Regions from separate parts of the Macaca mulatta genome. Here region 2 is linked to region 1. The links are chromatin contacts, called in public Hi-C maps. All regions are on one chromosome and are shown on one strand. The core of a region is the stretch at or near the end of the contact, and the rest is flanking DNA. Distances in the headings are between cores, read along the strand shown. Region 1 holds the start of TGFB2 (transforming growth factor beta 2). Region 2 overlaps LOC144337643 (a long non-coding RNA gene).

What was found. A called contact is a pair of places that touch in the nucleus more often than the background predicts.
Region 2: a contact with region 1 is called in a Hi-C map of fetal cortex germinal zone, with 4 times the contacts expected there. The contact joins the enhancer-like site here to the promoter of TGFB2 in region 1. A contact is called at or near these places in 4 of 14 Hi-C or Micro-C datasets (fetal cortex germinal zone, fetal cortical plate, fibroblasts and 1 more).

Annotation. Positions count from the first base shown.
Region 1 is chr1:76,068,415-76,075,744 of T2T-MMU8v2.0, forward strand. TGFB2 (transforming growth factor beta 2) reads left to right here and starts at 4,867. Exons shown (of 7, transcript NM_001266518.1): 1 at 4,867-5,319. The coding sequence starts at 4,974.
Region 2 is chr1:77,318,823-77,325,836 of T2T-MMU8v2.0, forward strand. It overlaps LOC144337643 (a long non-coding RNA gene), which reads left to right. Exons shown (of 3, transcript XR_013411025.1): 3 at 160-1,534. Among named protein-coding and RNA genes, the nearest start is that of LYPLAL1, 390 kb to the left of the region's middle. Within about 2 kb of position 3,714, at least 4 of the 40 cell types and tissues checked have an H3K27ac peak or open chromatin away from gene starts, as enhancers often do. A contact at or near this core is called in fetal cortex germinal zone and fetal cortical plate, where this site is marked.

The DNA.
Region 1 (7,330 bases), core at 3,617-6,116:
GATTAATCTTTAAATACAAATGGAAATAATAATCGGATTATTTTTCATGAGGAAACCACCTTTCCATTTCACTATTCACAAATAGAATAATGAAATAAAGCTGTTTACAGAAATGCATATAGAAGATCAGACAAAAATGATATAGACCAAACATTGTTCTTGAATAGTGGTATCAAATGTAAAATTATGAATAAAATCTTAAAAGACTTTTGGTGTATTTTCATATTAAAGGGTTATTTTGCATTTATCAAGTATCACTGTTTGGGGGAAAATGTAATCAATTACAGTCGTTCAATATATTTCTTTTTTCCGCCTCCTGATTTTTCATGCTTGAAACCATCCTGGAAAGCTTCCAGAATTGTTACAAATGAAGTTATGCTTTGGTCAGTGTTAGTAAGGGCCTATGATCCATAGGCGTAAAACTCCAGGACAGGGATGAGTAGTTTTGTTTTCTTCAGCCTCTTGTAGAAATTCCACATTACTTAACTGAATAGACCCATTGATGAGTGGAGAATGGCTAAGAATGGAAACAGCTCCACTCTCTACCTCTGTAATTTCGAAACAAAAAATTCCATTTGAGGGCATTAATAAGAGACTTTAATCGTGAACGCTTAACTGAACTTTGATAGTCATTTAGCATTTTATTCACCAAAAGGGAATTTTCTTGTCCTTTCCTCCTATAATTACTGGGGGCAAAATACCGTACTATTTAAAATGTGCTTACAGAAACTACTAGGAGGCAGAACTAGAAGCAAATTCTTCTTGGGTTCTTCCCTGGCTTTTCAGAGAGAGAGAGAGAGAGAGAGAGAGAGAGAGAGAGAGAAGGCCAGATATTTTTATTATAAATTCCCTGACAGAAATAAAGACATGATAAGATAAGAAACTCACAGAGTCAGTAACTTGTTCAGGATCACAAAGCCAGAAAGTGACAGAAATCTGAACCCAAGAAACCATGACTGGAGCCTGCTCTTTAAACCACTGTACTCTCCTGCCTCCTTGAAGTAATCAAGATGGTGTATATCATTTAAATACCATTTTACCATGAAGACTGTGGAGACCCTGGCACATAAGACCTCCATAAATTTAGTGAATGTTTTGCCTCTTAAATATAGAGATGAAAAAACATTATAATAGTTATTTAATAGAAGAAAGGATTCATTTACAGTTACCAGGGATACAGCTCTAGCAATCTTGCCTGTTAGGTCTTCAAAGAACTGATCATTTGAGAGGTGGAAAGGGGCTCCTCCTCTCCTGCTATACTCACTTACTGCACTTACCCATTCCAGCAGCTTCTACCAATACCTCCCGTCTTACCCTCCTGGGCTTTGGGGAAATTAAAGTAGCCTTTTATGAGTAAGTCAGGGGTCTCAGGTCTAAGGAGCTGTTAAGCTGTTAAGTGAGCAATAGGTACTCAATAAACTAAGTATTATGAACAAAACTGTATATGTCTATGTAAGGAAGAGGGGTGGCCATCAGAATTTATGGTTTAGATGCCGTTTTCCTAGAAGTGATGTAAATGGACTCTTGCTACTCTATCTGCACTCTAATCTGAATCTACTTAAGGTGCATCAGTATCTGTACCAAGAAGGTTGTCTGTAAACATGAAAGATGCTCACTGGCTTGTGGGGAAGCTGAACCTATATCCTCAGCAAAATATGGTGATAGCTAACTCAGGTAACCAGCCATATTCCACAGCAGCATCTTCACTCAGTAGCTCTGGTTTGGAGCTCCTGCTCTGTGTCTATAATGGCCACAGATGTAGGAATATTCACTTTTTGTCCAATCTGTAGAGCTAGCCTACTGCAGTTCTCAAACTGATCTCAGAGGGAGGACTTAACTGGATGAAACTACTAGGCTGACAGTAGCACCTCTTGATTATCTTTTCCTTGGGCTATTGGGATGGTAGCTGGTTTCTAACTCCTTTCAAGTTGCTTCAATTCAAAACTGGTGTCAAGGAAAGGAACCTGCTGGTGCTGATTTATACATAATTTTTAGAATTATTCAGAAATGGTGAGTTGGACCAATTATTTTATTCCAGAGTTTTTCAATGTGTGATAATGGAAAAAATTCTGTATTCAAGGGAGTTCGGAAAATGCTGGGTTAAAAGAGTGAAAAGGTCTTCTCTTCTACACGAGTTTCAGAGCCTTTAACATGAAAATGTTCCGGAATGAGGAATCTAAGAGGACAGGAGAGTACCCAGTATCTCCCAGACTTGTTTGACCCCAGAATTCCTGTTTGTCAGAACATATTCTGGGACCACTGTTTCTCACAAGTACATAGTAGGTAAGAACATAGTGGATCCTGACTGCAAAAATCCAGCTCTACCACTTACTGTGGTCTCGAACAAAGTACTTAACTTCTTTGTACCTGTCTCCTCATCTGCCAAATATGGATAATAATACCTACTTTATAGGTTTATTGTGAAGATTAAATGACCATACACAACACACATCAAATTACTAAGTGTAGGATATGTTAGCTATTATTATTTTATTTATTCAATGCTCTACTAATAATCTAGGCCCCATATACATCTAAAGTATAAATTTCAAAAGTGATAGAAAGTTCTTTGTGACTTTTCTGAACTAGGGAACATCTGAATTGGGAATAGTATAGAGATCTTGGGTTTGGGGGTAAATTCAACAGAGTTTCCAATTTAAATCATCTGTCTAGTCAGTATGGCTGCAGAGTCATGCCGAAATGAAAATGTTGACTTTGAGTAACTAAAGGTAAAATAAAAGAAAAAGGGAAAGTGGAACAGTGGTAAGAGTTTTTCTTGTATTCATCTAATTTAGACTTGGTTGAAATTGAAAATGTCAAGTTATGAATAGTGTAGAACAGTAGACATCAAACACTAAAATTCCAGCTTCCTGGATTAATGCTGTGGAAAGAATGAAGTTGGTTGATAATGTTTAGCCTAGCAAGAAGGTGAAGAGAAAGCCATACAAGAAGTGGCTTAGGCAGCAAATGATAAAGGTGACCATTCAAGTCAGTGAAACAGACAAATATACCTTATTCTTTAGGTAAAATTGATGGATCTCTGTTTTCCAGCAGTTCATAAACAGAGGGCTATATTGTAAACAACAAACTAACAAAATAAACTCTAGGATGGCAACCTGTTAAGGCATCCCAGAAAATTAGAGGTAGGACATGAATTTAAAAGATTGGAAGGTATGTCTTCAGGACTGGCCTGGCCCTGAGTAGACTGGTGCTCCCTCCCACAGGGGTGTGTGTGCACACATAATACAGGAGGAAAGCCTTCCATTCTAGGGCAAGTGATTCAGTTTGGGAGGCTGTGACTGAGTTCCACTAAGTAAAAACGGGAAACTTGATTGTCCTTCAACAGACCTGTCCAAAATGACTAGAAAGTAAATACCGTAAATCACTATTGTCAGGGCGCACATTCCACCGCCTTCCTCCCTTCCCCACAGCGGTCCTCATTTCCACACCCCCTCAACGGTTAGGGGAGAGCTCGTGGTCTAAGTAACGAGAGGACTTCTGACTGTAATCCTAGCACGTCACTTTGTTGAAGGCAGACACGTGGTTCAGAGAGAACTTATAAATCTCTCCTCTCCGGCAAGATCGTGATGTTATCTGCTGGCAGCAGAAGGTTCGCTCCGAGCGGAGCTCCAGAAGCTCCTGACAAGAGAGAGACAGATAGAGATAGAAAGAGAAAGACAGCAGAGCGAGAGCGCAAGTGAAAGAGGCAGGGGAGGTGGATGGAGAATATCAGCCTAACGGTCTAGGGAGTCATCCAGGAACAAACTGAGGGGGCTGCTCGGCTGCAGACAGGAGGAGGCAGAGAGGGTCTATTTTAGGGTGGCAAGTGCCTACCTACCCTAAGCGAGCAATTCCACGTTGGGGAGAAGGCAGGAGAGGTTGGGAAAGGGTGGAAGTCCAAGGGAGCCCCTGCGCAACCCCCTCAGGAATAAAACTCCCCAGCCAGGGTGTCGCAAGGGCTGCCATTGTGATCCGCAGGGGGTGAACGGAACCGCGACGGCCGATCGTCTGTGGCTGGGTTGGCGTTTGGAGCAAGAGAAGGAGGAGCAGGAGAAGGAGGGAGCTGGAGGCTGGAAGCGTTTGCAAGCGGCGGCGGCAGCAACGTGGAGTAACCAAGCGGGTCAGCGCGCGCCCGCCCGGGTGTAGGCCACGGCGCGCAGCTCCCGGAGCAGGATCCGCGCCGCCTCTGCAGCCTCTGCGGCCCCTGCGGCACCCGACCGAGTCCCGAGCGCCGTGCGAAGCGCACCCTCCTCCCCGCGGCGCGCCGGGCTCGCCCCCAGCGCGCGCACACGCGCGCACACACACACACACACGCACACACGTGTGCGCTTCTCTGCTCCGGAGCTGCTGCTGCTCCTGCTCTCAGCGCCGCAGTGGAAGGCAGGGCCGAACCGCTCCTTCTTTAAATATATAAATTTCAGCCCAGGTCAGCCTCTGCGGCCCCCCTCACCGCGCTCCCGGCGCCCCTCCCGTCAGTTCGCCAGCTGCCAGCCCCGGGACCTTTTTTCATCTCTTCCCTTTTGGCCGGAGGAGCAGAGTTCAGATCCGCCACTCCGCACCCGAGACTGACACACTGAACTCCATTTCCTCCTCTTAAATTTATTTCTACTTAATAGCCACTCGTCTCTTTTTTTTTTCCCCATCTCGTTGCTCCAAGAATTTTTTTTTTTCTTACTCTCCAAAGTCAGGGTTCCCTCTGCCCGTCCCGTATTAGTATTTCCACTTTTGGAACTACTAGCCTTTTTTTTTTTTTTTTTTTTTTTTTTTTTTTTTTTTTTTAAGGAATTCAAGCAAGATACGTTTTTCTATTGGGCATTGATTAGATTGCTTGCAAAAGTGTCGCATCAAAAACAAAACAAAACAAACAAACAAACAAAAAAAACCCAACTCTCCTTGATCTATACTTTGAGAATTGTTGATTTTTTTTTCTTCTGACTTTTAAAAACAACTTTTTTTTTCCACCTTTTTAAAAAATGCACTACTGTGTGCTGAGCGCTTTTCTGATCCTGCATCTGGTCACGGTCGCGCTCAGCCTGTCTACCTGCAGCACACTCGATATGGACCAGTTCATGCGCAAGAGGATCGAGGCGATCCGCGGGCAGATCCTGAGCAAGCTGAAGCTCACCAGTCCCCCAGAAGACTATCCTGAGCCCGAGGAAGTCCCCCCGGAGGTGATTTCCATCTACAACAGCACCAGGGACTTGCTCCAGGAGAAGGCGAGCCGGAGAGCGGCCGCCTGCGAGCGCGAGAGGAGCGACGAGGAGTACTACGCCAAGGAGGTTTACAAAATAGACATGCCGCCCTTCTTCCCCTCCGAAAGTAAGTACTCATTTTGACTTCCATCCCCCGAGGTTTAGCGCTGCCCGGAGCTCTCAAAAACGCAGCAGCTCCCGGAATCGCCCTTCCCTCTCGCGGTTCCCGTTCGCTTTTTTCCCGTTCTCCTGTCCTTCGCCCCATCCACCTCCTTTCCAGTTGTATGCCTGAGGCCACTAGGCTTTAAAATGTTTACTTTGTACTTTATTTTCTCCATCTTTCCCTTCCCCCTAACAATTCAGCGCTTTAAAAGGCGTTATTCTCTTTTTCTCTTCACTGAAGTTCTTTAGTCCGCCACCAGCTAGGAGTCAGCCCCACTCTGTCAAACTGAGGTGCTCCCAGGGGCAGAGTTAAACTGGGGAATCTTGGTAGGTTTGTTTTCTTTGCTCCGATTGGCGTGGACCGCGCCGAACTGGTGCACGAAGGGTTAAAAAAAAAAAAGTGTCTCAAAGCTAGCCTCTCCGGAAAGCGCCCCCTTTCCGTGCTGACCTATCAACTGGTTCCCCAAGTCTTCTCTATTGTCTCTAACTCCCCTAAAAATGTCAGCATCGCCGAGACAAAACTCGGTTTGGAGACCCCTCGAGAAACCTACCTGGAAACCCTCAGTCCTTGATGTGTCGTTTGCTATCACTAGGTGTTTCATTACCCAAAGGCAAAATCCTATAACCACGTTCCCTTTTCGCTTCACCTGGAGTGTAGAAAGGACAACTCCGTTTCTGACTGTTTTAAAAGGTTTTAGTTCACGTTATTTTTCAGAATACACTCAAACCTGCCTTCTTCAGATCTCCAGTGTAGCAGATCTTTTTTCTTACGGGTCTCTTATCCTGCTCTTGCCTTTTCGTAGGCTTCCTGCACTTACTTCAATGCATTCCTAAAACTCAGAGTAGATGATAGCCGTTTTTTTTTTTTTTGCAAACTGGCTTCTCTGAGAACAGTGTCCTCAAAACCAGCTGGCATACGGTAGCAATAGGAGTGAAATGATTTATTGTAGAGGAAAGGAAGAGACAGTGTAGAATTATTTCAGAGTGAAAAAGAGAGAGAGAGAGAGAAGAAAGAAAAGAAAAGAGGCAGCATCATTCACTGATACCTGAGAGGGTTAAATACCAGGAAGAAGAAAAAGCAAAGTAGGGGCGGTGGGGGGTGGGGGGAACCTCTTCAACATTTGTGTATTCCAAATCGCAAGTCATAAACTTTTCATTGGTTGCTCATTTCTCTCCTCCCCTTTCCATGCCCTATATACTTGCTGGCTGCCTTTGCAAAGTCTCTGTGTCTTGCCTAAATAGATAATACAGCCATCTTGGTAATTTTATCTTAAAGGTTCTAATTGCAGGGTGGTGCTTTTCTTTTTTAATATTTATTTTTAATTTGGCAAGTGCTAGCTATGTGACCTGCCATGTCTTGTACTTGATGGTCTCGGAAGTCAGCCCATGTATCTAACCCCAGTCTTCCTAGTGACCTTTATTTTGCTGCAGCTTCTCTTGTTCTTGTTCAATAGCAGAACAGATGCAGAGAATTCTGGCAAGCAGGATGATTTTATTATTGTAATTATGGCGCTATCCATAACAGTGGTGATAAATACACTCCACCCCTGGGTATCCCCTTTGAGAAGTAAAGTTTTCTATCTGGGGTGGAGCCAAGGAGATATTAGTAAAGAAAGTTCATTAATTAGTCCAGAACCATTGAGACAAACAAGGAGTTGAGTCAGTTTGCTTTCTCTAGCACATGCATTGGTTCTACTGGTATTTGGGCAGAGCGGAGAGTATGTTATGTAGAACCTGAATAGCTCATCTTTCAATGTTTATATGCAAGAGGTCTAATAAACTCCCAGTGCTTTTATAACACAGAAAGGAGCTCTGATCTCATTACTGAATAGGTGTGGAGAGAGCAGGTAACCCAAGAGGGCATTAGTTCTTTGTTCTCTCAAACACACTTCAGTCTGAGGAGCTGAGATGGTCTAACCCGGGGTCATGATCATCAACAAACTGGAAAAATTTCTAGATTATTAGGAGGATTTCAG
Region 2 (7,014 bases), core at 2,464-4,963, 1.2 Mb after region 1:
AAGAATGGATTAATCCATCCATGAAGGCCAAGCCCTCATAACCAATCACCTCTTAAAGGCCCACCTCTTAATATTGCCACATTGGGGATTAAGTTTCAACATGAGTTTTGGAGAGGACATTCAAACCACAGCACTAAGCCAATGTTTCTTCCTCTACAGGGAAACTGGGAAACTGACACTTCCTGCCTCATATTGTTGCCAGTTGCAAAGATCAAATACCAAGGTTATGGGAAGATGTTTTGAAGCCCCATATAAATACGTAATTTAATTTATTCCAATAAAGACTCTTGCACAGGCTGGGCACAATGGCTCACACCTGTAATTTCAGCTCTTTGGGAGGCTAAGGTGGGCTGATTGCTTGAGCCCAAGGAGTTCGCGACCAGCCTGGGCAATATGACAAAACCCTATCTGTACAAAAAAATACAACAATTAGCCGGATGTGGCGGTGTACATGCTTGTAGTCCCAGCTACTTGAGAGGCTGAGGTGGGAAGTCGCTTGAGCCTGAGAGGCAGGGGTTGCAGTGAGCCAAGATCATATCACTGCACTCCAGCCTGGGTGACAGAGCAAGACCATGTATCAAAAACCAGCCAACCAACCAACCAACAAACAAACAAACAAAGACTCATTGCACATATAAGCAATAGATCAACCATTTTCAAAGAACATAACAAAAAAAAAAAAATCTAACACTACACAAATCTTGAATATAATTTAACCTTTCTTTGAAAGTTTAGAAAGTATTTCAAGATGAGGCAATGCTTTTCTCTAACATTAATATGAGCATCGATTACAGAAATGTTCCACTGAATTACATGGCAAAAATTAAAATTCTGATGATTTTATATCCATGGTTGCTTGAAATATGAGCTATCAGTAGCTACTATATCCCATTAGGCCTTTCAAGTTCCACATCATAAGTTGTATAAGAGACAGGACACCTCCACTGAAGACATCAGTTGACTTAGACAATTTCTGTCAGATATTATTGATTCAGCAATATAAGAAGGTGACGAAAGGACATGGGTTTGGAGAGTAATCAGAGATGCTGCCAATTAAAGATACCTCTTACTCAAGACACTTTATTTCTATCTGTTGGAACATTGTCATAATATACTGTCATCTACTAAAAAATTACTGTAATAAATATAAAAATCTTCACTGTCTGCCATGACAGGAACCCCATGAACTATTACGCCCTTTTGCAATGCAGAACTTTCCCAACCATGTATGGTGGCCCTGAAATGTGTCGTTTTGTCCTTTACACCTTTATTTTCTATTAGTACATTTATTTTTTTAAAAAGTATGAACTGCCATTTGCAATTTGAAAAACATCAAATACAGAACATTGAAAAATAGATCGCTAGACCCCAAAATGAATCTTAATGGCAATCATAGACTTCAACCCCTTCAAGTGGATTTCTGAGTGTCTGAACATAGATGTAGGCTCTGAGACTATGATTTCTAGCTTGTTTTTCCAAAATATTCACTGTGTAACTGGGACAGTATCACTTAGCCCCTTTGTTCCTTATGATATCATTTATAAATGTTATACCTATATTTTAATAAAGGTACTTAATATCTAGATAATAGATATGGTTTGTCTATAATCCCTAATTTATATACAATAAGTCTACCAACTTGTATGGAAGAACTTCATAAGTTTTAAACTAGTATAATATTTAATTTTTAGTATATAAACATCTGATATGGTTTGGCTGTGTCCTCACCCAAATCTCTCCATGAATTGTAATAATCCCCAGGTGTCAAGGGCAGGGCCAGGTGGAAATAATTGAATCATTATGGCAGTTTCCCCCATACTGTTCTCATGGTCCTGAATAAGTCTCCCTACATCTAATGGTTTTATAAATGGGAGTTTTTCTGCAATAGCACTCTTGCCTGCCACCATGTAAGACATGACTTTGCTCTCCATTCACCTTCCGCCATGACTGTGAGGCCTCCCCAGCAATGTGAAACCATGAGTCAGTTAAACCTTTTTCCTTTATAAATTACCCAGTCTCAGGTATGTCTTTATTAGCAGCGTGAGAACAGACTAAGACAACATCCCATCAAATTATAAATGAATCTGAGGCTCTGATTCAGACAAAATAATTTTTTCTATTCCTGCTTGTGTTGTCTAGCCTTATCTTCAATATTTTAAACAAGTATTAAAAATATATTAATGTTGGAAACCATCCAGATCAGCTGATTGGGGATTGGTTAATTATAGGGAATTAGTTAATTATGAGTAGTAATTATAATTAAGTTAATGATGATGTAGGAATATACTGGAATACTACAGAGTCATCGAAATGATAAGGCAAATGTATATATTGCTTAGGGAAATAAATTAAGCTAAAAAAAACCTGTGCGTAGTATGCTAGTTAGAATAAATAATAAAGGATGGATGGATTGGTAGTCACATTCATCTACAGAATAAAACTGGAATGACATGCAGTACAATGTTTCAGTGATTCACGAATGGTTGGGATATGGCAATTTTCATTTTCATATTTGTACATTTCTGTATTTGGTGAACTTTGTATAATGATCATGTATTGTTTCTGTTGAGAATGTTGTTGGAACAGTTGTGCTGGGAAAATCTCCACCTCCCACAAAGTATTTTGGAGAAAGGAACTGTGAACAGCCTGGAGGAAAATTTGATATTTAACTCAAACAAGTAGCATCCACTATATTCACACTGGCAGAGATTTCAGAATTAGAGTCTTGCTTTATTTTTGTAAGCATCAAGGTTGATTTTTATATGTGTTCTAATCTTAGTTCAGTCCTTTAACCATTTTTCTCAGGACAATAGAAATGAAAGAATGTTGTATTTTGGCTTGCTGAGTTAGAACGAATGGGAAAAACTTAAAGGAAGCAGCAGAAGGAATAGTGAGAATGACATATATATTCTTTTTTTTTTTCTTTTTTTCTTGAGACGGAGTCTTGCTCTGTCGCCCAGGCTAGAGTGCAGTGGCACTATCTTGGCTCACTGCAAACTCCGCCTCCTGGGTTCAAGCAATTCTCCTGCCTCAGCCTCCTGAGTAGCTGGGATTACAGGCGCCCGCCACCACACCCGACTAATTTTTGTATTTTTTAGTAGAGACAGAGTTTCACCATCTGGACCAGGCTGGTCTCGAACTCCTGACCTCATGATCCACCCACCTCAGTGGAGTGCTGGGATTACAGGCGTGAGCCACTGCTCCCAGCTGACATACATTTTCCCTGGATCACTGCGGCCCAGCTTAAATATGCTTCTCTAGGTCATCTCTTTATTTACACCTATATCTGTGCATCGACATCATAGGCCATAATTTTCTCAAATCTGTTTTCAATATGAAAATACAGACATGAGAAAGAGCCAATGCTGCTCTCAGGATCTTACAATTCATTCTGCATCCACACAGTCCTGGAGTTCCAAACACAGATTGCCATAACAAGAGAATTAGAGCACTAACTGTTTTCAAAAATAACAACTCATTTCACTAAAATCAGTGAATGGCTTTTTTCAAAGCATAATTATGCTTTCTAGGGGAAGACATTAGGTCTACTGAAAGTAAGTCACCTAATTTACAGATACCAATGATGAAAATCTTCTCAAGGCATCGGGTGAATAAAAGACATTAATTATCAGTTTGTAAATGAACATGAAATGTGATGTGCCCACGGCCACGTGGGTGTTTCTCTGCAGATCTGCCAGTAAGCAGGCATAACGTGCCAGGAAGAAGGCAACCTGGAAAACATAGCCAGGAACTGGGACAGCTTGGGAAGCTGATAGAAAGAGTTGTTTAATGTGTAAGCTGTCGTCTGCACACACAGAAGCATTTCCATGGCTATGAACAAAGGATAACTGCAGGGTAGTTTATTAATTGAAAATAAATGTCCTTTTCTTTGTGAAATGGCTAGATATTGAAAAACCAAACACATGATAAGAGGACGTGCACAGTCAGCAGAGAAACGTCAGCTTTGAAAAATCTGCCAGCAAGGAGAAAGTTTTGAATGGATTGGTTTCCTGGCTCTGCACAACAAATAAACCACTAAGGGATTCCCAAGGATCTAAATAATGAATTAATCTCTCTCCTTTTCCCTTTCCATCTCCCTCTCCCTCATTCCCTTTCCTTTTGTGCATCAGAGAATGGTGAGCAAATACCTAGGGAACTACAGTATTTTGGGTCCCCCTTCTGATGAGACAACTAACACCTGAAAAAAAGAAAAAAGAAAGAAATGAATCCCATACATTTCATACTAAAGAACTGGGGGCTTACCACAAGACAAAAGAAAAATTAGATCTCTAGTTCTCAAGGCAATTTTTCTGCATCGTTAACTAAATATGGTCAGCATTCAACAATTGTGTAGATGAGGTGAGCATGTGGATATATTACAGAATTAATTTTCTTACCTATTCTATTTCTAGACTCAGCATCAGGTTGTTAATTTGCACATTTAACAATGTGGCTCCATTAGAAGGATCTACTTGGCTATATGGACCAAATCCTATATGAATGAATTTAAATTTACTACTAGGCACTGCTGTAAATTCTCCAGTGAAGATGGACTGTTTTGGGGCCTCCCAGATCTGAGCCAAATAATCCTTTCATGATGCAATAATTAAGACCACAAAAACTTCATATTACTGTATATGTCCCCAAACTGATACAGTGCTGGGCTCAGGAAAATGTTGTACATATACACAGCACATTTTATGAGATCCAGTACTTCCAACTTTTCTTTCTTCTCTTAGATAGATCTAATTTGTGCCTTGGTGAGAATTCAAGTCAATGAAGTATATTCCGAAGATAATATTTGTTCATCGATGATGTTTAAATGTACAAAGAAAAACTTCAATTACCTTTCCTCCTTATAACTGTTTCATGCATCATGGAAGTAACTGGGAAGATAGCATGGTTAAACATCTATATCACAGTTTCTCCTACTGAGAAAATTAGTACCCTTTGCAAGAGACAGAATTGCAACCTAAAGGGAAGCAAAAAATAAGTGTGTTCTGGAAATTAAGCCCTGTCAAGAAAGACATTTTTCTGTTCTTCTTGATGTCTGAAAAACTTTATAATAAAGACATTTTCCAATAAGTCTCTGGGAAATTCGTTCTGAGCTATACACAGAACAACTAAAAAAACCCATGATTTTCGTTCCTACAGTTCATTTGTCAGTCCAATAGTTCTGATTTTTCACCTTTGCAAATCCATAATCACATCCCTGGACTTCCACCATGAGAGTCTACTGGCTTTAGTGAGCAACAAGGTAGATTTTTACTTATTTATTTGACACTGCTCTTTGAGTTACTTCCATTTTCTTCCTAGTGCTAATAGAGAGGGAAACAAATTCTTTCAGGGGAGTTGTGGATCTGGCTTGGTGGTTTTTAAAAAGAGACAAGGGGCTTGTGAGAAGCAAAGGCAAAGGGAGATGGAGCCGGGGAGAGTACGGGCTGGAGAGGAGGGCTGCAGCAAGACTGAGGGCGCTGGGACATCTCCAGTCACAAACCAGCTCATCACAGCTGAGCCCAAATTTTCCTCCCTGTCTGTTATTACGAAGGCACATGTGATATGTGCCATTTTCAATACCGAAATGAAAATGGTTAAAAAGATTATTTTATAAATCTCAAAAGCAAATTATCCTCCCTTCATTTTTTAAACCATAAAACACATTCACTTTTTCTTAATAACATTAAAAAATTTTAAAACAAAAGAGGGAAGTCTCTCCAAACATGCACAAAATCCAAACCCTAAATCTTCCGATGCTGGAAACAAGGTTGAACAACATGAGAAATCATTCTAACAGCTGTTTCTATACATGAGCTATTAAGGAGGGAATCTCATGGTGTCACTTAACCAGCTGTCATATTGAGGAAAAGTGAATGTACCCATTGATGTAATGCTCCCGGGAGGTGGGAGGAGTAGTGGTTTCTTTGAGAAGAGAGGGGAGAAGGGTCAGGGAGGTATGGCTCTAACCTGCGAACAGTGGTTGAATTGTTTAGAATGTTGATTCAGGATCCTACAAAGATCCCATTATCCCTATTCTCAGGTCGATTGTACACCTGACAAATGGTAGCAGCAACATTACCAGACCTGGGAGAGTTCTGTAGCTCTCTAATATGTGCCAGTATTAAGTCTGATAGCCTCTCTCTTTTCTCTCTCTCTTTTTCTCTTTCTCTCTCTCTTTCACTCTCCTATTTTGATAGCTGCCTGCTGTTTAAGCAAAGCCCTGAGTTTCCTGACAGCTGATGCCCAGGTGGTCTCAGTATCAATCTAAACAATTTGACGTGAAATTGATCTTCCAGGGTTGGTGCTAGGGGAGCTGGTGTCAACACAGCATTCCAACTTCAGTAAAGATAATTCTTTCATCATCAAGGGCAAGGGGAGGGAGGACTAAGAAGAGCTGACACAGGTGTCCAAGTTGCCCACTTGTATTTGCTTTTGAAACTCTCATTGTGATGACATCACCCTATCAAAGGACTGTGTTTGTTGATGTTTGTTTATGTGGGTTGTCAGTATATAACCATGCACAATTACAGCTGGGCTCAACCCACTATATTAAAAAGATGGAAAAATTGAACCACAAAAGGAACTATTTGAGCAGAGAAATGTTGATGGAAGCAAACAGGGAAAGTATACCCTGGATGGAAATTTCCATAGATTTAAAAACAATCTGGACAGTGTGGACAGATGAGTGGCTCACAAAAATACATATAGTTGACTCTTAATTGTCTCCACCAGTAAAATCTCACTAATATAATAGGTTATCCAGTAATAATTTTCTCTTTAGTTTTTCAAACCCATACGTAAATTTTCTTGGAAGCAGACTTGCTTTGTTAACTATGTTTGGATTAGGATTCACTTGGCTTGGCTTTGGCACTTCATTAATCTTTTGGGGCAGTATATAAGTTCAAAATAGAAGTCAGAGTGACCTTTGTGTTTGCCTGAATCTAGGGTTGTCAATGGAAAAGGAAAAAAAATCTTTGTAGAGACAAAATAAGTCATACTCATGAGTTTAGTTTGGTG